2 separate regions of the Zea mays genome follow, and region 1 is linked to region 2. Evidence: chromatin contacts called from public Hi-C data. All regions are on one chromosome and are shown on one strand. The core of a region is the stretch at or near the end of the contact, and the rest is flanking DNA. Distances in the headings are between cores, read along the strand shown. Region 1 holds the start of LOC100193750. Region 2 holds the start of LOC100286180 (ring zinc finger protein).

Evidence for each region. Hi-C and Micro-C count contacts between places; a contact is called where the count stands out from the background.
Region 1: a contact with region 2 is called in a Hi-C map of endosperm, with 3 times the contacts expected there. The contact joins the promoter of LOC100193750 here to the promoter of LOC100286180 in region 2. A contact is called at or near these places in 3 of 25 Hi-C or Micro-C datasets (ear, endosperm and leaf).

Annotation. Positions count from the first base shown.
Region 1 is chr3:146,428,031-146,433,967 of Zm-B73-REFERENCE-NAM-5.0, reverse strand. It overlaps LOC100193750, which reads left to right and starts at 3,652. Exons shown (of 9, transcript NM_001138836.1): 1 at 3,652-4,324; 2 at 4,439-4,561; 3 at 4,676-4,780; 4 at 5,151-5,330; 5 at 5,457-5,714; 6 at 5,800-5,901. The coding sequence starts at 3,821.
Region 2 is chr3:145,835,498-145,842,155 of Zm-B73-REFERENCE-NAM-5.0, reverse strand. LOC100286180 (ring zinc finger protein) reads left to right here and starts at 5,139. Exons shown (of 4, transcript NM_001159068.2): 1 at 5,139-5,423; 2 at 5,486-5,629; 3 at 5,705-5,826; 4 at 5,890-6,658. The coding sequence starts at 5,253.

The sequences.
Region 1 (5,937 bases), core at 2,403-4,902, 590 kb before region 2:
TGGAAGCGTTGAATAAGATTAAACTAGTGAAACTTGATATATAAGATGAATAGAGATGAACCACAAACACAAAAGCACACAAGACACACGAGTTTTACCGAGGTTCGGTCACACCACAAAGGTACCCTACTCGTCGTTGAGGTGCCTACAAAGGACCGGGTCTTTCTCAACCCTGTTCCTCCTTGCCGACCACACAGGTCAAGGTGATCCCTTACTTAAGTGCTCACAAAGAGTAGGTGATACAAATCGTTCTTGGGGTTATCCACAACTTTGGAGACTCCCAAGGAAAAATACAAACCATTATGGAGCAACACGTTCCAAGAATGATGAATTCACATCTAAGAACGATTGCACCAACTCAAGAGCGTGATATCGAAGAATTAGAGTCAAAACATGTTTGAGATCGAGAACTTATCTCACACCGAAGAGTATTCCCACCAATCGAAAGGAGAAGGACTTGGGGCATGAGAATGGAGTTAAATCACTTTAAATGAAGTGGGAGCAGTCATCAATGAGCATGGGTTCGTTAGTTCTATGGTTTAGAAAGAGAGAGGGAGAGATTATATAGTCAACCCCAAACAGATCTGGCCATTTTGGGTCAACGGTGCAAAAGTCGATTGAACCGGTATCAATACCGGTTGAACCGGGATTCACTAGAGAACTCCTTGAAATTTTAGATTGAATCGCCCTAAAAAACTAGTTGAACCAAGATTTTCTAGAGATATTTTTGTGTAATACTGGTTCAACCGCCCTTACAGGCCGGTTGAACCATGTGGTTCACAGAAAAATCAGACTTGGAAAAAACCATTCAACAAGCAACATCGTGATTTTTCAAAACAAAGATTTTGAAATGAATAGAATGAGTTGGTACAAACCATTCTTACCTTGCAAAATATCTAAACGAGCGGAGATTCGTACCACTAAGTATAAAGGAGAAATTATGGGGGATCTTCACCAGGAATCACTTGGAAATGCTTCATTCTTCATCGCATAGTTCCCAGTACATTTAGCTTTTATGCTTCATGTGCATCCTCTTATGTTTTAAACTAGACATGCACTAGGAGCAAACTGATTAGTATCCTTTTATTTTCTTTGTCAATTAATCACCAAACCTCAAGAGGTTGATTGCTCTTACACCCATTCTAATAGCTAAAGAAACACATTTGAGTGTGAAAAATGAGCCTTTATATAGTGAGGGACTTCAGAGTTAATATTCACTTGATTAGTAGCATCAAGCTTGTTGAGAGTATCTAGTGTGCACCCATTCTTCTCATTAGCCTTGATTGGGTCGAGTGAGAATATTGTTCTTGCTACTCTTGGTGATTGTCATCACCTAAAGGTTTTGTGGCAACCAAGAGTGTAGTGATCACCCGAAGAGTTTGCGTGTGATCCAACTCAAGCAACTACACGGTTGTAAGCAGTTCATCGTGTCGGAGAGGCAAAGAGCCAACTCATAGAGAGCACTTGGTACTTGCATGGGCCAAGAAAAAGTGACACCCTTGTGCAGGTGCTCCAATTAGAACTAGTGGGGAATGTTGATTCTTTGATACCTCAACAAACCATCAATGTGTTCCTAATTCTCTCTTTACTTTGAGCATTTTTAAGAATTTACATTACTAGAATTTTCATGCTAGTATAGGATTAGAACTTAGGGTGCAAAATTTTTTGAAACCAATTAGCCATAAGAGGTGATGTTAGGCTTGAGTATAGGTTTTAATTTGTGAAATAAAAAATTAGAGAAGCCCAATTCAACCCCCCCTCTTGGGCATCTTGATCCTTTCAACAGGAAATAACAATGTTGTGATATATGTCGGTAGTCACAACTTTTACTCATCACAGAGACAAGAACTAGAAACATTGTGCTATGTATGTTGTAGATGGATAAGAAGTAACAGAGCAATGTTGTTATATGCCTTTAATCACAACTTGTACTCATCTATGAAATAGGAAGTAGCAACATTGTGTTTTTTGTCTCATAGATCCATGGACAAGAAGTAAAAGAGCAATGTTGTTATATGTCCTTAGTGGCAGGGACAAAATCCTATTGTATATCAAGTAGCAGGAATCAATAGTGGAGCCATTGTATGCTCCTAGGATTGTCATGGACAACATCCTTTTGTGTGCAAGGTAGCAAGAACCAACAACATAGACATTGTATGCTTCGATCTAGAGGTTACATGAAGACATTCTATTGTGTGTTGGGTAGCAGAAACCAACGATGTAGTCATTGTATGCTCCCAGGATGACAGAGACAACATCCTATATATGTCGGGTAGCCGAAACCAACGACATAGCCATTGTATGCTCCACGGGGGTGGCAGGGACAACATACTGTTGTGTGTCGGATAGCAGGAGCAAACGACATAGACATTATATGCTCTAAGGTGTGGTATGACAAATCAATAGTGTAGCCATTGTTTACTCCCAGGGTGGTAGGGACAATATCATGTTGTATATCGGGTAGCATGAACCAACAACATTTGTAAGATCATAGCTTGCTATGCTATTGGTAGTGCAGGGCTCGATAATCAAGATGGATAAGGTGGTGACTCTAGCTTGGTATGATAGCTAATCCTTAAAAGAGACTACACGAGAAGTAGAAGTGTTACTAAATAGTCGAAGTCTTGGATAGTGTATAATATTTCTATCTATCTTGGTGGTAAGAACTAGGCCTCATTGGATGCCTATCAGTGGGATTTGTTGCTCGTATCCCTCCTCTTGTGCAAGAGTGAGTGAATAATTTGTCTTGTGACCACTTTGTGGTAGATTGAAGTGGTATTCTTGAGTCCAAAAGGGAGTCCAACTAGACTTGGACCGCATCTATCAATGCCTTGGGAGGTGACTCAAAAACTTGGTCATGTATGAGTAGGACTCATGCAAGTTGAATCATTTCAGCGTCTGATTTGGAATAGAGATTAAAATCTATTAAAATTTACAATGAACTTGACACAATCTATCGACCTTCGCGTCTTTTTGTTGAAAGCCCCTATCTAGCAATGCCACCTCTCAGTGTTTGATGACCATTAATCCTACTATGGGTTACCCGAAGGAGGGTTTAAAGCGTTTCGGCGTAAGCCAAACTCGATGGTAAACACAGAGACAACAATCTGTCCTAGTTTAAGACGCTAAGTATTGTAATTTTGTATCCCTGTCTGATGTGTTGCCTCTCATTAGAAAACTCAATTGTATTCTTCCATATAGAGTCTTCTAGTGTAATTATATATTTTTTATTTTATGATTTCTATTAGATTTACTATAGGTTTTAAAGATTTAGATAAAATAAATATAAAGAAAAATAGAAACTTTTGAGAAAAACTGCCATAGGGTGACATGTCCAGTTTAAATTTAAGAGACGATGAAGAAGCTGTTTTGGATTTTATAGTTGAGGAATAAAAAAACTAACATTAAATTTTTAGAGGGATAAAATGGATTTTCCCGTGTTTTATATATATATATATATATATATATATATATATATATATATATATATATATATATATATATATATATATGCAAAAGCAAGAGAAGTCAGCAAAAAAATGGGCCCAGGCGCGCAGTGGAATTGGCCCATACTCCATCCAACGGCTAGTCCACCGACCGACAAAGCGACTAGTGACCGTTGCTGCCGCTGCCTCTCTTCCGCTCCCCTCCTGCAGTGGAGTCCTCCTCCTTTCCCACTTGCCCTGCCTTCCCTCGATCGAGGCCCTTCCTTGTTCGTCGAGGAGAGATCGAAATCGAGATCGGGATCGGGAGATCCAAGGAGGCGACGCGGAGGAAGGATTCTTGAGGTAACCATCTCCAGTAATCCATCTCATCCACCATGGCGGTGGCGGCGCCGGCCTCGGACGCCAAGCCGCGCCTCAACGTGCCACCGTCCATGGCATCCGCGCTCCGCCTCGATCCCGTGGGGCTGGGGGCGGGACCCTCTATGCCGTCCCCCTCCCGCCGACTCGCCGAGCCTCCCAAGACGCCCTCCCCATCCAAGACCACCTACAGCGACCGTTTCATCCCCTGCCGCTCCTCCTCCCGCCTCCAGAACTTCGCGCTAATCGACTCCCCTCTCTCCCCAGCCAAGGACGACACGCCCTACTCCCGCCTCCTCCGCGCCGAGCTCTTTGGCCCCGATTCACCCAAACCCACCACCGCCACCTCCGCAGCCTCCGCCTCGCCCAACACCAACCTCTTCCGCTTCAAGAAAGACCACTCCGCTCCCACCTCACCCTTCGCTAAAGCTGCCGCCGCGCACCATGACTGCACCGCGGGATCCGGAGACGCGCCGTCGCCGCAGAAGCCACCCAGGAAGGTCCCCAAAACGCCGCATAAGGTAGGCAACGCGCCTTCATTTCTTCCCTTCCTTCCTTCCTACTTGACAATCCCACAAACACTTCGTGGGCAGTTCTGTTGATCAACCCTGCCGCGTCCGTATTATGCACGCCAGGTCCTGGACGCGCCCTCCCTGCAGGACGACTTCTATCTCAACCTCGTCGACTGGTCCTCGCAGAACGTGCTCGCCGTCGGCCTCGGCACCTGCGTCTACCTCTGGTCCGCGTCCAATAGCAAGGTACTGTCTCAGCTATACGAACAAGATTACTGCTGCATACCTGCGTCTACCTCTGGTAGGACAGTGACAATGATGGATTCGATGACGCCTCCTAACCCACCAACCAAAATCCAGGTCACCAAGCTCTGCGATTTGGGGCCTAGGGACAGCGTATGCGCCGTGCATTGGTCACGGGAAGGCTCTTATCTTTCCATTGGCACCGGCCTTGGAGATGTCCAGGTATGCCTTGCTTCGCTCCCTCCATTTTCATGTTGCTACTGCAATATGAGTCAGTTCTCAAACCTAACTAGTGCCAAATGGGAAATGATCTATTCACTAATGCAGTTTTGTTATCTGAAAATCTGAACTGATGTATTTCTCACATTTTCACTTGTTTCACAAATGCAATTCAACCAAAAAATTAATCACAGGTCACACTTGGAACTGAGCTTTATTCAACTATATGGTAGCTTAATATGGCATCGCATAAGGAATTGCTTCATTTGTATTCATGCAACTACGATGCCAGGTTTCATGGCAATTTCAAATTCTTTCTGAAATCCATGAATAAGATGTACTGACATACAGGTAACCCTAATACTTGAAACAGATTTGGGATAGTTCTCGCTGTAAGCGGATTAGAAATATGGGAGGTCACCAAACAAGGACTGGGGTATTAGCATGGAGCTCATGCATCTTGTCGTCGGGTAGCAGGGACAAGAACATACTGCAGCATGACATCCGTGTCCCCAATGACTATATCAGCAAGTTTTCTGGTCATAGATCAGAGGTGAGTTTTGCATGACATAAATGTCGTCCTGGCAAATATTTCAATTGCTGTGCAAAATAAAGAAAAATTAGCATTTTGTCTGAGGGTTTGGAAGCTTGAGACGTTTTGTGCAAACATAATTGTTAGGTTTGTGGACTCGAATGGTCGCATGACGACCGCGAGCTTGCCTCAGGCGGAAATGACAACCAGTTATTAGTCTGGAACCAACGATCGCAACAGCCAGTTTTGCGGTTGACAGAACATACAGCTGCTGTTAAAGCAATAGCGTGGTCACCACATCAGCAAGGACTCCTAGCATCAGGAGGTGGAACAGCTGATAGATGCATCAGGTTTTGGAACACGGCTAACGGAAATGTTCTGAACTCAATTGACACAGGCAGCCAGGCAAGTAGTAGTTCTGACCACTATTGACCTCTCTGCTGTGTGGTGCTTCTATAAATCTATCCTCATCGTTTGCTTCCTGTTGCAGGTTTGCAACCTTGCCTGGTGCAAAAATGTGAATGAGCTTGTGAGCACACATGGATATTCCCAAAATCAGATCATGGTGTGGAAATACCCATCCATGTCAAAGGTGAGCTTAACATACACTGCATGCTTTGGGATACAT
Region 2 (6,658 bases), core at 3,890-6,389:
TATCAATATCAGAAAATACGCCCTCAAGATTTGTGGCTTCGACCGCCGCAGCTTCAGCTATTGAAGCTTCGGCGGGGGCAGCTTCGGCAGCTGCAGTGTCTTCGGCAGTCGGTGTTTTTGACGCCGAGGCCGACGGTGGTGTTTCTTCAATAACATCAATAATAGTAATAATCCTTCGCCATTTTCAGCAGGCTTCTTGATTGCCGCAGGCTCCTCCTTCTTCTGTAAAAGCTTCATCAGTTGTGGCCCTAGCGGACTTAGCTTGAGAGGTAAAGATTCGGTCATTACCTTTAAAATTTCCTCCACGTCAGCAGCAGGAGGCGTTGAAGGAGTTTCTTCTTCTATATCAGCTGCTTTTTGCTTCGCAGCTGCAGTTTTTCTTTTCTTCGGCATAGCTACCTTCGGCTCAGGACTGGATTTTTTCTTTTTCGAAGCTTTCTCATCTTCTTCTATCATTCTAGCAGCTTGCCTTTTCATAACACTGACAACTCTTTTTCGCTTTGGCCATTCGGCACCCTTGCTTAACTGTTCATAGTCAGGATATTCAAACTTCAGGGCATCCATTACTCGGTTCAGCCTTCGTTTTGGTCGGGTATCGAAGGCCGCGGTCATCAATTGATCTTCTTTCTTAGTATAGTTGCCCAAAATTTCATTGCACATGGCTTCAATCATTTCCAACCATTCTTGGCAAGGCTCTTTGAAATGTTTCTTGAACTTGAAGTGATAGGGCAGTCGAACAAGTTCATTCTTTTCTTTTCTCCTTTAAGCTTCGGCATATTCCATTCCTTTAATGTCGGAAATACTCTATTGGCTAAGTATTCCTGCACCAAATCTCTAGTACCAATATGCTTAGACACAACTCGGAATTCGCCCATAGCTGTTCGGCATGGTGACCCTTGTAGCATGTCGCACAGGGGCCTAGTTAGCCCGAAGGTCAGGACCAGTGGGCTCTGAACTAGCTTCTCCTTCTTCTCATCAACCTTAACATAAAACCATTCATTCTTCCAGCCGGTTGGCCATTTGGTGCAATAGCTGATCACCGGAGTCTTCATATCTTTGCGGTAAGTAAAGTTGTAACAGCCGAAATTCTCATGTAGCCCATCTTCTCTAGCCTTCGTCTGATAATGAAGCTCGTGCACCCGGCAAAAAGCTTCGGCAAGTGGCCCCACTCCTTGGCTTCGAAGAGCCCAGATAAAGACGTTGAGCCTAACGATGGCGTTAGGAGTCAGCTGATGAAGATAAATTTCGAAATCTTCCAAAACATCCCCAATCATTTCATGCAAAGGAAACCTCAATCCTGCTTTCAAGAAACTTCTGAAAACTACCACCTCATCATTTTCTGGCTTCGGAGTAGTTTCTTCCCCACCAAAAAGAATCAGCTTCTTCTCGGCTTCCCCGAAGTAGCCTAGCTTTATCATCATAGTCATATCAGCTTCAGAGACAGTCGACTTTCCAAAGTCCAAGTGGCTAGGTTTGGATGGCATAATGGTGTTGTAATCTATCTCTTCTTCACCAGCATCACCCTCTTCAATATCAGCATGTTCAGCTTCGGCAGCAGGTGCACCTTCGTCAGAGGCACCCTCCGTCACAACCAGTCTCGACTGCCTCATTACTTCGGAGATTAGGGCAGTCTCAGCAGCTTCTGCCTCTTCTCCGTCGCGCGTAACTCTAGCTGTTGAGCGCACTCTGGCCATTTGATACTAAATTCCTTGCGGTTTTGACGAAGATGATGACTTTTTGCAATTTTACTGAAGCTCCCTCTTATGACGAAGCTAAAACAAGGCGATGTCTTGATTGAGAATGCGATGAATAAGCTTCAGCTATGGCCAAATTTTTCAGCAGCACAACAGTGCAATAGTTATAAATGTTGTGGTAACTTCACAACTACCCATCTGTTTATATAGTGTTGCAGCCTGCAGGTGGGAAGGTGAATCGTCAAGCCGCTCGCACACTCTAAACAGTCGCCCGCACCCACTGAACGGTGGACCACAGTGCGCGATAAGGTGAATCACCAGATTGCGCGTACCCGTCGTATGGTCGGACCACCTTGCACTCGGAATATTTAATCGTTTCTCGACAACGAGCTCAGGAAAGGTGTTTTTCGGACCTTCGGCATTCCGAAGCCTAAGAGATTTTTCACGGGTCGAGCTCGTCATGAAAAACGATCTAGCACCATGAAGGGGCTACTGTTGGGGGTCTGCTTCGTCGCCGAAGGTCCTGTATGAAGAAACACCTTCGGAAGAACAACACAGAAGCAAAGCCGAAGGTGCCATCCAGGGAGCTTCGGCATAGTGACACGCCTTGAGACGAAGGGTTGCACCGACTTAAAGATGAAAAGGCAGATTGACCCATGATAGTTTGTGTCATGATTGCAATCGATTGTAAAGGGTATGAATGTAATTTCACACAGGGTGCGCCCTGTGCCTATAAATAGATGAACAGTACCCCCGTACTGTTCACGCTGATTTGTATTCACTGGCACATCGCCTGGTTTTTCACCTTCTATCAAGCCGAAGGTACAAACGTAATTCAATATTATTCATATTTGTTCATATAATAAAAATATCTTAATAATGTTATATAATTATTCATGTTGTCTCTTATATTTCTTATGCTTCTTCTTTCATTAACACATGTTGCAATCATGAAGGTATGTCCTTCATGACCTTCGTTTGAAGATCATTATATCCTAAGGGAAATAATGCTTCGAAGGATGAAGGACTTTAAACTTTAACATTTTATGTTGTCTTGTTCTTAATTCATAGCATTTGAGAACAAGTCCCCAACAGCGTCATGAACAAGCAAACATACAAACTAGCAAGTATATCAACAAATATTCATTATAGTGGTCATGAATGGTGGTGGATGGGTGAATATAGTTTTGGGTAGAGTTTGTGTTGATGGAGTAGAGATGCTCACACGAAGGGTGTATTGGAGGTGAACCAACACTAGAAGTGTAGTCGGTAGAGCAGGGTAACTAAGTGGGTGGGGTTTTGCCTTGGCTCAGGGGTGCTGAGGGTGTGGAGAGAGAGAGGGTAACTGGTGTATTTATAGCTGGGTACATATGGTTTAGTACGGTAGAGTATGATGTCGAGGCTTGATCGTTTTCTTCTTCACCATCATCTTCTTCCTCCTCTTCTTCACTTGAGGAGCTTGAGCTTGGAGCCTTCTTCTTGTCTTTTATCTTTTTTTGTTCATCAAATGCAAAATCATACGACTTTGAAGAAGTTGGCTCCTCCTCTTGACCCATCTTGCATGACATTTCAAATGCCACAATCTTCCTAATCACAAGTGTCGGGGTCATTTGGCTCAAGTCCTCCAAATTGTGAAGAATGGTGATGATGATCCCATATTTTTGTTGAGGTAATAGAGAGATGATCTTCCTCACAATGTTCGCATCATCTAGCTTATTCATGTCAATAGAATTGAGCTCATTAATAACAAGATTTAAACATAAATACATGTCTCTAACAAGCTGATTTTCTTTCATAGCAAAAGAATTGTACGCATTCAAGACTAGACAATGTTTTTGCTCACGAACATTTCATGTATGGTCATAAAGCTCATGCAATTTTAGCCAAATCTCATTAGCAGTTTTCAAAGTAAATACTCAATTGAAGATTTCTATGCTAAGAGATTCATACAAGCAATTTTTGGCTCTAGCATTCAAATGAATTTCTTTTTTGTCACTCGCGGTGAGTTAATCGGGATTCTTAAATGGTTTCATTCTGTCGCGAGTGACTCTCCAAACACCTAGAACAACTGCTTCTCGATAACAAGTCATTCTAACACTATAATAAGGGAAAATAATGTCGTCGGAGTGTGGTGGACTATAGGTATCCATCCTCTTTCTCTAAAAGCGTCGAATCTATTAGTGGCGAAGGTAAAACATTCCAAATGAGCCAAACCGGGCTTTGATACCACTTGTAGTAACAGTAACATCTAACAGGGGTGAGTGAATTAGGACTTTTAAAAACTATCTCTAAACTAGGCCACAAATAAATCTCTAGAACAAAACCTATGTAAATAAATTAACTAGATTATGCAAAGTAGGTTTTGTGTATGTATTGCTATCTGTACCGCAAAAAAGAGTTATGCAACCTAAGTTCCAATCCTATATAACCTACACTAACACTAAGAATAGTAAAGATTGCAACTTAAGTAGAGAGAGTAAATATTGAAGATTAAAAAGCTAGTAGAGAAAACAAACTCTCATAGACGACGTCGTTTTTTTACCGAGGTATCTCGACAATGCAAGGTCCTAACTAATCCTCTTTGGTGCCCATACGCAAAGGGTAGCCCACGTGAGGGCCAAACACCATATACGAGTAACTCTGTAGAGAGCCGCGGGCATTCTCCACGCGCAAGTGGTGCTCCGCTTTCGGCTGCTCTCGGTCGTTCCCCACCGTCTTCACTATCGAGCTTTCGGGCGAAATGCAGTGAACGCGACGTTTATTTGTGACATAGTATGGAGATAGTTTTTAGAAGTCTTAATTCACTCCCTTTTAGGTGTCACAGTTTACTAGCACCTAAATTTTCTGGAAATAGAGCTGTCAACAGGACCAGGACCGCGCTTATAGTTTTTTAAACAGCAGGAACGCAGAAAATATCTCGATCGCGGGAGGTACACGCGTGATGATAGATTTGAGTAAACATGGTTCTTAAGCTAAGCCGCGTCCATCAAACGCGCCAACTAGGATGGTGCACCGACATCTTATGTTAATTTTAGTACAGATTGAAATAGGCGTCGCGGAAAGAAACGTGCACGTAGAGGTGGTAAGGTATAGCAATCCAAATTATTTTTCGCAAAATAGTAGGACCTTAATTAAATTTTAGTTAAAAATAAATAGAAACATAGCCCATCTTAATATGATCCTTAAAAATTTAGAGCATATTATCACCCCTAGTGTCAAGTGGAGTGACACTGTATAAAGTAAGTTTATTTTTTAAACCAAATAGAATCTTTATATAGGCCCTAGACGGGCTTAACAACCGCGAATTTTTAATTAGGTTATTAATGTACCCTGTGGTGTACCTGTCGATCCCATACGAGAGTATTGATCATTTTATATATTGAGTTCCAATTGTTAGAGATAGAAAAAAAATGATCACCTACCATGTTGGAAAAGAGAAGGAAGGAAAGATCCAAGAGCAGCACGCATCTTTCTTGTGATTGATTTTAAAAGCAGCAGACAGAAGAGCCTTAACTCTCTTCTTCCCCACCGGAAACCACCACCCACCTCCCCTCCTCGATGGGCCACGTCCTCAGCTGCAGCCGCGACGGCGCTGACTTGTTCCGCGCGGTGCAGCACGGCGACCTGGACGCCCTCCTCGCCGTCGACCCGGAGCTCGCCCGCCGCGCCACCACCATATACGACCGTCTGTCCCTGCTCCACATCGCCGCCGCCAATGGCCAGCTGCAGGTTCGATCGCTTCTTGTTCCTTTATTTTTCCTGTTGTGTTTCTCAAGCTGGCAGAGAGGCAGGTGCTCTCCATGTTGTTGTTCGATGACGGTGGCGCCGGCGGGAACGTGGACGTGCTGAACCGGAAGAAGCAGACCCCGTTGATGCTGGCGGCCATGCACGGCAGGACGGACTGCGTGCTCAGCCTGCTAGACGCCGGAGCAAATGTACGTAATCATCATCAGTTTACTATTTCTCTTCATCATGGCCATCAACTGACGAACGACGGCTTGCTGGCTCAGATCCTCATGTTCGACTCGGTACACGCGCGGACATGCCTCCACCACGCGGCCTACTACGGCCATGCCCACTGCCTCCAAGCCATCCTCTCGGCCGCCAAGACCACGCCGGTGGCCGACTCATGGTATGGCCGCCAGCCAAGACATCCTCATCCATATGCATCAAGCATGACATGCTTGGCTTGCAGGGGCTTCGCGCGCTTCGTGAACGTGAGGGACGAGCACGGCGCCACGCCGCTGCACCTGGCGGCAAGGCAGGGGCGGCCGCAGTGCGTCCGCCACCTGCTCCACGCCGGCGCCATCGTCTCCGCCCCAACAGCCTCCTACGGCTTCCCCGGCAGCACGGCGTTGCACCTGGCTGCACGCCGCGGCAACCTGGACTGCGTCCGGGAGCTCCTCGCCTGGGGCGCTGACCGCCTCCACAGGGACTCGGCGGGGAGGATCGCCTACGCGGTGGCCCTCAAGCACAGCCACCGAGAGTGCGCCGCGCTGCTGAACCCGGCGGCGGCGGAACCAATGGTGTGGCCGTCCCCGCTCAAGTTCATCAGCGAGCTCAGCCCGGAGGCCAAGGTGCTCCTGGAGGGGGCTCTCATGGAAGCCAACAGGGAGCGCGAGAAGCGCATCACGGACACCACAACCAAAACAAACAACGACGGCGGCCTTGACGACGACGACGAGCAGCTGTGCGGCATCTGCCTGGAGCAGGCGTGCACCATGGAGGTGCAGGACTGCGGGCACCAGATGTGCGCCGCGTGCACGCTGGCGCTGTGCTGCCACAGCAAGCCCAACCCGACGACCCTGGCACTGCAGCCACCCGCCTGCCCCTTCTGCCGCGCCACCATCACCCGGCTGCTGGTGGCCAACAGCAAGACTACTGCTACCTCCAACAGCTTCAGGGGACTCACCTCGGCCATCAGGTCCTTGTCCTTGTCCAGGATTGCTCGTGGCTCCGGGAGG